Regions from separate parts of the Mus musculus genome. Here regions 1 and 2 are each linked to region 3. Evidence: chromatin contacts called from public HiChIP or PLAC-seq and Micro-C data. All regions are on one chromosome and are shown on one strand. The core of a region is the stretch at or near the end of the contact, and the rest is flanking DNA. Distances in the headings are between cores, read along the strand shown.

Region 1 (4,026 bases), core at 241-2,740, 160 kb after region 3:
TGCAGCGTCTCACGATGCGCTTCTTTTGTAAATGTACACAGCAGCAGAGTCCAAGCCTGAGCTCTGGGGAGGTCCTCAGGGCTCTCATCTCCACAGAGGCACCAGGTGGACTGGCCACCGTCTCACTAGGTTGTGGAGATTCTTGAATGACCCAAGTCACAGGTGCATTGATGAGATAAGGGACACATGAGCCACTCAGAGGAACAGGGAACCAGGCTGAGCACGTGCATTTGTTTTAAGGATCGTGACCTGGAGGAGTTGTTGTCACACCCAGCCAGCGTCATGCCCCTCCTAAGCCAGGAACCCACTCCACAGAGAGGTTTGCAGTGGGCCTGTTGGATGCTACTCCTGTGCTGTTAGCACACAGTACAATAGTGTGCCCATCCCCATACCACGATGTCACTGCCCTTTGGTCCCTCTTTTGTCTGTGGAATTTGGGGAATGGGGCATGAGAGCATTTGTGGAGCTGCCTTGAGTGTTAGAGTCTGGTTGTCATAGGTGCTTCCTGTTTTGAGGGCCAACTTAACAGTGATTTTCCTTCTTTCTCCCTCTCCTCCCCCCCCCCCCCCGCCACTTCTTTCTTTCTAAGAAACTAAAATCTCACTTGTTAGTGTGTAAAGTGTAATAATATTCCTGTGAGCCCAGGGCAGCAGAGTGCCTGAGAACCAGAGTGCATGCTCGCCAAAGTGTCAGGATATCAGCTCTCAGCCTGAGTCGTGACCCCGTATCAGATATATACATTGCAATTCATAACAGCTGCAAAATTATAATTTTGAAGTAGCAACAAAATAATTGTATGGTCGGGGGGTCACCACAGCATGAAGAATTGTACTAAAGGGTCACAGCATCAGGAAGGGTGAGAACCACTAGGTTAAGAAAACCTTGCCTCAGAATCTAGGTTTCTGTTGGGTGATTTGGGTCTCTGTGAGGTGGACCTTGCAATGTGCTGCGAGGGTTGGTGGGGACACCTTGAGGATGAAATATCTTACCATTTCTATGCAGAAGGTCACTGTCTTGTACCAGTCAGCAAAAGCCCTTCTGTGTGTGATGTTGGTGCTTTGTGAATCCATTTGTTAAGTAGGAACACTAAAACCAATAGCAACATATTCATTCATTCTCTCCCTCCCTCCCTCCCCTCCCTTCCCCTCCCTCTTGCCAGCTCCTTGCTGGCAGGTCTAGGTGAGAGAAGAGAGGTCCCAGTCCTGTGGGGGTCTCTCTGGGGCTGAGCAGGATGGCGAGTGTTGATGGCCCAAAAGAAACACACCTGGGCTGTCTGTCAAAGCAGGAACTCAACTTTATGGCGTCAGCCTCTCGATTATATAAGTTTTGAACATAGGAAGGGGGATTTTTGGGGGGGGAGGGTAAGATGATGTAGGAGGTGGGGAAGGGTGACAGAGGGTATGGAGTGACTGACAGGGCCAATGGCAAAGCTCTACACCGGCAACGGCTAGGCAGAGGCAGGGCCAAACAGGTCTTGCTGAGTCACCCGATATGGAAGTGACTGAGACAGGTCTTAAAACTTAAGCCAGGCTTGGGTTTGTCCTCAAGGCCCAAACCAGAGCCAGAATGGGGCCCAACACCCTCTATGTGGTGTGTGTGTGTGTGTGTGTCTGAGTGCATCTGCATGTGTTTGCACATGCATGTGTGCATATGTGTGTGCACATATACACATGCATACATGTATGTGCTCTTTCTCCCACCAGCACTCACTGTATGTGTGTCTATCTCTTTCTCTTGTTTGCTCATTTGATCTCTCACTCTCTCTCACTCTCCTCTTTCCCCCTCCCACTCTGGTCTACCCCTTCCCTATCTCCTTTCTCCTCCCCCTCCATTCTCCCTTGCTGTTCCTTCATGCACATGTTGTGTGTGGCATTTGCTTGTCTCTTGAAGTAGAAAAAAAGCTAAGAAAGGGACATCTTTCCATTGGTCCCTTTTCTGTGACAGGTGAAAGGTGTTCAGTATGTCATTCTCTTTACCTTTGTATATTAAGATGTTTCACAAATGAGGTGGCTCAGCTTAGACATGACTTCCTCTGGGAAGGTTTCTGCAGGCATTCAAGATTCTTCTTAGCTGCTTCTAGAGGACTCTAGCACTGATTCTCTTCTAGCTCGTTACTGGGAGTGGATATGTGGGCCACAGCCTGGACATCATTTGGGAAATTGCTAGAAGTATTATTTTTTCTATGTTTAGAAACTATTTTGACAGTGTCTGAAACAATGCATAATAAAGTCTGAGAAACAGCCCCACCACTTTCCCTGCAGAATCCACCTGCCACTCCTTAGGACTCACCACAGGCAGGACTCCCTGTTGCTGTACCCCAGCACCAAGGCCAGCCATTGCTCCTGTTGTCTGGAATGGTGGATGTGGGCCAGGGAATGCACTGGGCCCATGTGTGGAAGAGGGCAGGAGCCCTGAGTCTGGTCTCTTCTTTACTGCCTAGATTAAAGTGAACATTCTGGGAGAGGTGGTGGAGAAGGGCAGCAGTTGCTTCCCGGTGGACACCACGGGCTTCAGTCTGCACTCAGCCATCTATGCCGCCAGGCCCGACGTGCGGTGTGCCATCCACCTGCACACGCCTGCCACCGCAGCGGTGAGTAGTGCCTGGCTTCCTGTGGCAGCCAGCCCGGAGTGCCTAAGTTTCTCCCTGAGCAGATATCATCTGGAGTATAGCCATGTCATCATCTAAAAATTCTGGAAAGGGGGCAGAGAGATGGTTCAGTAGTTAAGAGCTGCTCTTCCAGAGGACTTTGCTTCCATTCTCAGCAGCCATATGGCTGCTCACAGCTGTCTGTAACCCTAGTCCCAGGAAATTTGACACCCTCTGTTCTGGCCTTTGCAGGTACTGCATGCATGTGATGCTAAGACAAACATGAAGGCAAACACCCATACACATAAAATAAAAAATAAAAATAATGATAAAAAATTTTTGTAAAGATCTGGAACTCAGGCCAAGAGAGTGAATTCTCAGCTTAGGACTTTCTATTCCAACCCTCTTTCCATATACCAAGGTCTTGGTGTGAAGTGTGGGGATGTGTATTTCACAGACTCCCCTCTGCTGTGGCTACAGCTGAGAACTCAGCCAGGCAACTGCACCTTCCAAGTGTCCACCCACGTCACTGTGGTTGGGCTTCAGGCTGCCCTGTCCCCGCACGACCCAGCCCTTTAGAGGAGAAGCAAGTAAGCTGGTGGGGAAGTGAGCCTGCAGACTTTCCTGTAGTTCCAGACAGCTGAGATCTGGGGAAGGGTTCAGTAAAACGGGGAGAGAACAGGGCACAGGTAGCACCTGAGGCCAGCTTTCCATGTGTGTGGAGGACGCTGCAGTGTCACTTGGAGAAACAGTAGACACTGGGCATTGCCTTGGCTGGCACCAGACCTGTAGGGTTGGAGCACATAGCAGTAGCCTGTTGATTTCTGAGGGAAACACACGGGTCATGGGGTATAGACATCCCTGAACTGGGACCAAGACACAATAGGGTGTTTGTGTTGAGGGTCTCTGAAATCTCGGGCTTATTTGGGGCAGTGAGGCAAGATCAGGAAGGCCCTTCCGCACCTCACCATGCTATTTGTTTTTCAATGATAAATGAGGTAGGGCTCTGCGTTGGTTTACTTTCCTGGTGCTTTGGTAACACACCATGGCCAGAATCAATAGGAAGCCAAGAGCTTGTTTTAATCTTACAACCTGCAATCTCCATCATTCAGAGGAGTCAGGGCAAGAACCCAGGGTAGGAACCTGGAGGCAGAAACTGATACAGAGGCCGTGGAGGTACTTTGCTTACTGACTTAGTCCCTATAGCTTGCTCAGCCTATTTTCTTTATAGCATCCAGGGCCACCAACATCAGAGTGGCACTACCCACAGTGAGCTGGGCCTCTTACATCAATCATCAAAAAAGCAAACGGCCCACAGGCTTGCCCAAGGGCCAACCTGGTGGGAGTATTTTTTTAATTGATGTTCCCTCTTCTAAAACAACACTAGCTTATGTCAAGAGTTTTAGCCTGGGTCCTTACACCTACCCTGTGCCAGGGCT
Region 2 (4,138 bases), core at 1,142-3,641, 140 kb after region 3:
TTAGTTCAGGCTCAGAATTGTTGACTTTCCCTTGAGGATGTGGGATGGAGCAGCCAGCCCAGACTAGTGCTCACTGGTAAGAAGGAGTCTGGGCAGTGATTTATAGTTTAAATTGTTAGGTTGTCAGTAAGCTACACTAGGGATGATTTAACAATAGCCCCTAAGCCCTGTACAAAGTCAGAGCTTTCTGTATGCTACCTCGTATAATCGTACCTGGGTCTTGTCCACAGTATATGAATGAAGAAACAGAGGTTAGAAAAAAGTAAACCATTGGGCCAGTGAGATGTCTCAGTGGGTAAAAGCTTTGCCACCTGATGGCAAATGTAGTCAGTCTAATGACCCGACTTGGAGGTCCAGAATCCATAGGATAGAAGGAAAGAATTGACTCTCGCACGCACGCACACACACACACACACACACACACACACACACACACAGAGAGAGAGAGAGAGAGAGAGAGAGAGAGAGAGAGTGTGTGAGTGTAAGTGAGTGAGTGAGTGAGTGAGTGAGTGAGTGAGTGAGTGAGTTTAGATATTATTTCCGGGGTTATTGGGATTACTGCCTTGGCCCTGACTGCCCTAACAAGCCAGGCTTGCCACTTGCCTTCAGTAAGCCGTTTTAGAGACAAATTAATAATATAAAGCAGAAAACAGGTTTAGACAATGTGACCACATTGGGAAGAATTAAGAGGCCACAGATATGCATAACTAACCAGTCTCAGATGAGTTGTCTGTCCTAATATTGACCCATCATAATCTCTGCCTCAACTCCTCCTACAGGGTAGTCTGACAAGTTGTAAGAGCTGTGCAAGCTCTCTCCAGATGACGAGTTTCAACTCTGCCTGGCCTTTTCTTCTCAGAACGAAATTCCAGGAGAAAATGCCAATTTCTTGGGGACCATTGTTTCAATAGTCTTATAGCCAAAGAGACAGGGACAAGAATGTCATCAGGATGGCCACACTCTGATGCTCATCGGTAGATCCAGTCTCTGGGTCTTCTTGTAGAAAGATAGTTTTGGAGTATTCCAGAATTATTTACCACCCTCTAGGGACCCTCATTTTCTTTATTCTATCCCTAAGTTGGGATTATGCAGGACAGAAATGAATGGCAGTTCCCAGAGGGATTTGGAATGGAAACTGCCCTTGATGGAGCCTCTGATGCATGCTGGTCTCCTCCCTTCTCTTCGATCTTCCATCCTTCCTCCGTGTGTGTGTGTGTGTGTGTGTTTGTGTGTGTGTGTGTGTGCGTGTTTGTGTGCGTGTTTGTGTGCGTGTTTGTGTGTGTGCTGCATGTGTGTTTGTGTTCATGCATGTGTGCTGCGTGTGTGTATGTGTGTGTGTGTGCTCCTGTGTGTGTCCTTATGCATTTCAGGCAGCTGTATATCTAGTTCCTCTTGTGTTTTCATCAACTCAGTAAATCAGAAGTCTGAGTGGTGGGTTAGTCTCCTCTTTCTTCCCGTACTAGGCAATCCTCGCCTGTGACATTGTATTGCTATTTCATAGAAGAGGAAGTGGCTTCCTCATCTGAGGACAGATAAACAACCCCTGTGTTTAACTTAAGCATGGGATTTTAAGCCTGCCCTTATCCTTGACCTCAGGACACAGCATGGGGCAGAGGCAGATATTGACAGACAGGCACCCATGCCTGCTTATAAGGCTGTTTAGGGCTGCTAAAGCCTTCCTGGTCTGTTTCTCTTTTGGCATTTCTTCATCCTTCACCTAGCAATGACATGCTTCCCACCATGGCAATATGATGACACTAATTTCTTTATAGTATGTGTGCTTGCACATGTATAGATATTAATGGTATGCTCAGAGGCCCAAGGTTGATGTTGGAAATTATCCTTAACCACTCTTCCACCTCGTTTGTTGAAGCAGGGCCTCTCAGCCAAATATAGAGTTCCCTGCTGTGCCTCATCTCAATAGCCAGCCAGCTCTGAGGATCTTGTCTTTACCTTCCAAGGCTTGAATTACACATGGGGTCCCAGCCCCACAAACACACAGAACTTATTGGGATCTGGGAGTCTGAACGTTGATCTTCATGCTTGGGAAGCAAACGCTTTACTTGTTGCGCCATCTCCATGGCTCTGATGACACTGGCTTATGATATGGATTTCTATGCTTTATCTATTCTGAGACACATTTCCCCCACATTTAAATAATCTCTGAAACTAGGATGTGTCTTCTAACCACAGGTAATACATAACCGAAGATGTTTTCTCTCTCAAGCTGTGATGTGGATGAGCAAGGTCGGGCGAATGGTAATTTTTATAGCTTACCCTCATACCAGATTTGATGCCTCCCCTACATTTCACCCCTACATCCTCCCCCACTTCTGAGACCAGCATCTGTGCTGGCCTGTGTGACTCACCTCCTGTTGTTTCCTCAGACAGGAGATATCCCAAAAGTGAGGCTGACTTGAGTCACAGTATCTGCAGCCCTCAGCTTGTTCTCCCTACTATGACCTCTTGTTTCTTCCTCTTTTTATCTTATCAATAATCTTATGGCCTCTTGGGAGTTAAGACGGAAGATTATAGTTTCTGATTTGTGGCTTCAGCTGGTTATTTATTCCCTTGAGTCTGCCGTTAGGAATCCAATGCCTCCATCAGTACAGATGAGCTCAGCTGAGGTTAACGTCTGCGCAGATGGAGCTCCTGTTTCTAAGCTGCGAGTGGGGTGGGCTGGCTCCTTCATTCGAGTGCCTTCGTGTCTCCACCCCATGTGGATTGGTCATGAAGTAATTGCTGTGGCCTTGTTAGAGCAGAAATTGAATTGCCCTGAGGTATAAAAGGTTGAGATGATTGTGTGGACATCACTGTCATTCCCAGAAAGCATATGGCTCCCTGATAACTTTTGCTAGAAGCTATTTCCCCTTAAGGTTGTATCTTTGGGGATTTGAGTCACCTTATCTGAAATTATAGTAAAAGAAAAACAAAAGTATCTTGAAGGGCATTGGGATGGCAAGGAAAATATCAGTGCCACAAGCAGGGAAAGAAAAAGTAAGGACAGAGATTCCACACATGGATCCCTGGGTCCCAGTGGGACCCCGTGGTCGAAGGAAGGAAGCTGGAGCCTGGAGCTCACAGGAATCGTCTCTCAGAGAGAAGGGAGCACGTGAGAGCATTGGTAGGGTAGGATGCCTGCTGAAACAGGCTCGGGAGCTCCGATCCGCTGATCCTCAGTCTGCCTTCCTTCCATGTGCTGGTGGCATCCATTGCCCAGAGTGTTTCCTCTGTCCTCTGCAGCCTGCAAGGAAGATGACATTTGAGAAAGAATGAGCATTCACACCTGGACTCTCAGTAACTGTTAGCCTGCGTCTGTAACTGTGATTAAACACTTGAGATCAATCAGCTTAAAGAAAGAGAGGAAGAGAGGAAGAGAGGAAGAGAGGAAGAGAGGAAGAGAGAGAGAGAGAGAGAAAGAGAGAGAGAGAGAGAAACAAAGAAACAAAGAAACAAAGAAACAAAGAAACAAACAAACTTGGGCCACAGGTGTCAAAGATTCAGACCATGGCTGAATGGTCCCATTGCTTTGGGTCTGTGACAGCATAGTACATCATGGCATGAGCTGTGACAAAGGAGACTGCTTGCCTCATGGCTGGGTACAAGAGAGAGGACATACCTGACATCCCACAATCCCTTTTAAGAGCATTCCCCATAATCTTAAAACCTCTCACCTCTTAAAGGTCTTAATACAATTTTCTCTTGTTCCCATTTGGTAAAAAAACAAAACAAAAACACCACCCATCACAAGCCTTAATAGAACAAAAGCAACTTGACAATTATGACCTCCATGTGTTAAAAGTGCATATCATTCCACCACCAGTGGCTGGGGGTGTTTGCTGTGTTCGTGCAGAAGGTGTCATGGGAGCTGCTCCCTGGAGCTCTTGGCTGGGAGGAGGGAGGGCTATGAGATAGAACCTCAAGCAGAGATGTCACCCTGGGCCAATATAAGAACATTGTGATGTTTATACTCTTCAGGTTAACCATTTTCAAGGTTTGTTTCCCTGGGCTCTTGCCTGAAGGCAAAGGGTAGACAAGGTGACTCCCTCTTTAGGGCCTGCATGGATTGCCAGACAGTGGAGGTGAGAAATGGTGACTCAGAGGGCAGTCAGCCTCTGTGGTTATCTACCCATCGCAA
Region 3 (4,102 bases), core at 215-2,714:
TTATGAATTGAAATGTAAATATGTGTTTTCTCATAGTCTTAGGTGGGCCCTCTGAAAGGATCTTTCAACACTAGAGGGGGTCACAGCCCACAAGTTGAGAGCCACTGATGTAGGCTCACCCAACGTTGGCTCTGCAGATGTGTACTTACACAAAGCCCCAGATTCAATCCCCAGACTGCCTTCCTATCCCCCCAGACCAGACCTGTAATGCTGATAGCAATGGAAACTGCAAAGGCTTCAAATTAAATCACATGAATGCAAAATGTGTGAACCACAAAAGCACAGCAAAACCGTGGAATTTTTCTCTCATTTAAGCAAGACAGAGAGAACTTATTAAGCAAAAAAGAAAGCTTTTGGTCACTGAAAGGTGATCCAAAATTGTCGACTATTTTATTGTTGTAATTCTTTGGATTTTGTGAAGGTTTTATCACGTAGCTCAGGCTGGCCTGTAACTCAACACACCTCTTGTTTCTCCCTCCTAAATACTTGGGACTACAGCCATGGAGCACTAACTATAGTATTTTTTTTAAAAAGATGTATTTATTTTTATATGAATTGGAGTTTAGCCTGCATGTAGGAGAGAACCAGATCCCCTGGAACTGGAGTTAGAGACAGCTGTGAGCTGCCGTGTGGGTGCTGGGAACTGAACCTGGGGCCTCTGGAAGAGCAGCCAGTGCTCTTAACTGCTGAGCCATCTCTCCAGCCCCAACTATAGTATTTTTAAAAACCTGTACACAAAGAAAAAATATTGAAGAGAACAAATACCAAAGTCAAATGTTCATTTCTGACTTGCTGGAATTGCCTAAGATTTTTTAACACAAAAGGGGCAGGGTCTATTTGTAAATAGTTTCCTGATACACAATATCAGGCCACCAATATACAATTCTAGCCTATCGCAGTGGTCACAGGGTCCTTCAGGAGGAAGTCAGGCTGAAGCTAAAGCACTAACTTTATGTCACTGGGACCAGCATGTAGAGTCTGGACCCTGCCTGACTCCTCTCCAACCCGGATGGCATGGCCTGCCCTCGGCTTAGGCTGGTCAGGCTTTCCAACAGGGCGTCCCTACTACCCTCAGGGCTTCCTGCCTGGGTCCCTCCTGCCAAGGCCGCTCGCTGGCCCCGGTAAAGCCTGGGGTGGAGGCGACTCCGCTCTCCGCCACGCCTCCCTCCCAGCGCTGGGCCTGGCTGTGGCTGTGCGGTCCGCACGCGGCTCCTCCAGCCTCAGCCTCGGGCATCGCCTGCAGGGGGCGCCCCGGCGCGCGCAGCCGAGCGGCCTTCCGTCCGGAGCCGCGCTCCTGAGACCATGTCGCTCTCCACCGGGGCTCGCGACAAACACGGGCAAAGGCACGCGTACTTCGCCCGCAAAACTGTCCGCAGGGAAAGAGGTGGGGCTCCGGCTGGGCGGAACCCACTTTCATTTTGCCGCACGGCTTAGATGATCGTTCCCCGGAAGCAAACCCCTCCACGTCCAGAAGCGCTGTCTCTGCCCAAGTGGAGGTCAACATCGGGAGAGTGCTTCCTTCCGCTGACTCCTCCCTGGGAGGGCAGAATGTGCCAGCAAAGTCTAGTTAGAACCTTCCTGCGGGAGGGATCCTTGGGTGGAGACTGGAAGTTGAAGTCAGGTTGTAAAGTCTACTGATGGTTTATGGTAGATGTTAATCACTTTCTTACTGTGATAAGAAGAGTATTAACCTAAGCAAAGTGAGCACACTTTTTCCATTACTGGAGAACCCACGATCAGTTTTCACTTTGCTCCCATCAGTCACTGGAAGCACCCCTGGAACCCAGAGCCTCCCTCAGTGACTTGCATCCGGGACTTACCTAACAAAGTTGATCTTTATATCTAGAGTGGGTTAGGAAGGTCGTGTGTGATCCTTGAGCCTCCCAGGCAGACGAAACGTGCCATAACTTGTTTTCTATTTTCCTTGGCTGGCGTTTGTCTTTTATCAGTATTTTGTTTGCATGGCATGGAAGGTGTCTGGTGATGCGTGCAGTAAAGACAACGGGAAAAGTGGGAACGCCAGGCTGCCAGTGTTGCTCTCCTAATTAGGACAGTGGAGAAAGTACACCAGAAAGGGCTGTCTGAATCAGTGACTGGAGGAGGTCGGCAAGGGAGAGCAGCACTTCGGGCAACAGTTTTAGAATTCTGAGAAAACTGGCTTGCAGGCTTACAAACCGTGAGTGGAACCCTGAATTTTATGCTAGTAGGTAAACACTCTACCACTGAACTACAACCTCATTTTGCTTTTAATTTTTACATTCATTATGACATGAGCCTGGCACGGTGGTACAGTCTAACCATCTGTACATCTATACAGTATGCATCTATATGGACTGACATCCAGAAAAAGTAATGAAGAAAACCTAGTTAAAAATGCATTATAAGCACTTAACAAAAAACAAAATAAAACATGTCATAGGAAAAAAAAAACAAGTCATATGAAAAGAGACTCAACCTTAGTCATGGATGAAGTAAAAATTCAAGAAAAGACATTCTACACAAATAGATTTATCTTAACAGAAGAAATGTAAAACTAGTGTCAAAGGACTCAGCTTCATATATTGAAGTTCTCTGTGTAAAATGATAAAAGCACTTCACAAAAGTTTACTGCTTTAGAGTTTTGAAGTGAGGGTTCCTGTGGAGGTCAGAGTGAAAGCCAGGTGTGAGTGGAAGCAACAGAAGGAGCTGCTCGTGTTTCGGTCCATGGAAAGGTCAGCTTGGTGCTAGCAGTTACAGGAGGCGTGAACTCTGCTTTATAGAATGTGGATGCTGGACACAGAGCTGTCATCTTTGACCAATTTCATGGAGTACAGGACATTGTGGTAGGGGAAGGGACTCACTTTCTCATCCCTTGGGTACAGAAGCCAATTTTCTTTGACAGCTGCTCTCGACCACGGAACGTACCATCACTAGTAGCAAAGATCTGCACAACGTCAACGTCACACTGCTCATCCTCTTCCGGTGGCCAGCCAGCTTCCTCGTATCTACACCAACATCAGCCAGGACTATGATGAGCAGGTGCTGCTGTCTTATCACCACGGAGATCCTCATGTCAGTGGTGGCTTGATTTGATGCTGGAGAATTGATTACCCAGCGAGAGCTATCTCCAGGCAAGTGAGCGATGACCTCACAGAGCAAGCAGCAACATTTGGGCTCATCCTGGATGACGTGTCCCTGACACATCTGATCTTTGAGAAGGAGTTCACAGAGGCAGTAGAAGCCAAACAGGTGGCTCAGCAGGACGCTGAGAGAGCCAGATTTGTAGCAGCAGAAGGCGGCCATCATCTCTGCTGAGGGTGACTCCAAGGCAGCTGAGCTGATCGACAACTCGCTGGCCACAGCAGGCTATGGCCTGATTGAGCTATGCAAGCTGGAAGCTGCTGAGGACATTGCATACCAGCTCTGCCGCTCTGGGGACATCACCTACCTGCCAGCAAGGCAGTCCGTGCTCCTCCAGCTTCCCCAGTGAGGCCAGCCGGGCCACGGCCTCCATCATGCTGAATGATGCCTTCCTTCTGCCCTACCCCAGAAATAACGGCGAAATTTAATGATTGGCTTAAAGTGAAGGAAATAAAGGTAAAATCACTTCTGATCTCTAAAAAAAAATTGAAGTGAACCCTGGGGATTGAAAAAGTGTTTGCCTTGCAAGTCAGATACCTGAGTTGGATCCCTAAAACCCACATAAATAAAATAAAATAAAATAAAATAAAATAAAATAAAATAAAATAAAATAAAATAAAATAAAATGGCAGAGTGGGGGGGCTGAAGAGATGGCTCAGTGGTTAAGAGGACTGATTGCTCTTCCAGAGGTCCTGAGTTCAATTCCCAGCAACCACATGGTGGCTCACAACCATCTGTATGTAATGAGATCCGGTGCCCTCTTCTGGTGTGTCTGAAGACAGCAACAATGTACTCACATATATTAAATAAATCTTTAAAAAAGAAAAAACAAAACAAAACAACAAAAAAAGGCAGAGTGGGGTCCTGGAGTCCTGTTGTGTGCGTGTAATCCCAGCTCAAGTAAGGCAGAATCAATGGAGCCCCAGGGTCACTGGCCAGCCAGCCTAGTTTACTGAGCAAATTTCCAAGGGCTGCAAGACCT

Evidence for each region. A called contact is a pair of places that touch in the nucleus more often than the background predicts. HiChIP or PLAC-seq counts read pairs in DNA pulled down with a chosen protein or histone mark.
Region 1: a Micro-C map of the G1E-ER4 cell line shows a contact between it and region 3. The contact joins two enhancer-like sites. A contact is called at or near these places in 3 of 39 promoter capture datasets (the 3T3-L1 cell line, hippocampal neurons and pre-B cells), 2 of 15 datasets of contacts at CTCF or cohesin (pro-B cells and stem cell-derived epiblast-like cells), 24 of 484 Hi-C or Micro-C datasets (the AML12 cell line, the Ba/F3 cell line, the C2C12 cell line and 12 more) and 3 of 9 other capture datasets (embryonic stem cells, liver and pancreatic islet).
Region 2: a FOXA1 HiChIP or PLAC-seq map of pancreatic cancer cells shows a contact between it and region 3. The contact joins two enhancer-like sites. A contact is called at or near these places in 2 of 15 datasets of contacts at CTCF or cohesin (pro-B cells and stem cell-derived epiblast-like cells), 21 of 484 Hi-C or Micro-C datasets (the AML12 cell line, the Ba/F3 cell line, the C2C12 cell line and 9 more), 1 of 115 datasets of contacts at active chromatin or transcription factors (pancreatic cancer cells) and 4 of 9 other capture datasets (adipose tissue, embryonic stem cells, liver and 1 more).

Annotation. Positions count from the first base shown.
Region 1 is chr6:86,094,246-86,098,271 of GRCm38.p6, forward strand. It overlaps Add2 (adducin 2 (beta)), which reads left to right. Exons shown (of 16, transcript NM_001271857.1): 7 at 2,441-2,590. Among named protein-coding and RNA genes, the nearest start is that of Add2, 68 kb to the left of the region's middle. Within about 2 kb of position 1,491, at least 13 of the 459 cell types and tissues checked have an H3K27ac peak or open chromatin away from gene starts, as enhancers often do. A contact at or near this core is called in the Ba/F3 cell line and the G1E-ER4 cell line, where this site is marked.
Region 2 is chr6:86,072,595-86,076,732 of GRCm38.p6, forward strand. All of the region lies in intron 1 of Add2 (adducin 2 (beta)), which reads left to right. Among named protein-coding and RNA genes, the nearest start is that of Add2, 46 kb to the left of the region's middle. Within about 2 kb of position 2,392, at least 16 of the 459 cell types and tissues checked have an H3K27ac peak or open chromatin away from gene starts, as enhancers often do. A contact at or near this core is called in the C2C12 cell line, the G1E-ER4 cell line, pancreatic cancer cells and 1 more, where this site is marked.
Region 3 is chr6:85,935,752-85,939,853 of GRCm38.p6, forward strand. It overlaps the pseudogene Gm7542. Among named protein-coding and RNA genes, the nearest start is that of Tprkb, 22 kb to the left of the region's middle. Within about 2 kb of position 1,465, at least 366 of the 459 cell types and tissues checked have an H3K27ac peak or open chromatin away from gene starts, as enhancers often do. A contact at or near this core is called in the Ba/F3 cell line, the C2C12 cell line, the G1E-ER4 cell line and 2 more, where this site is marked.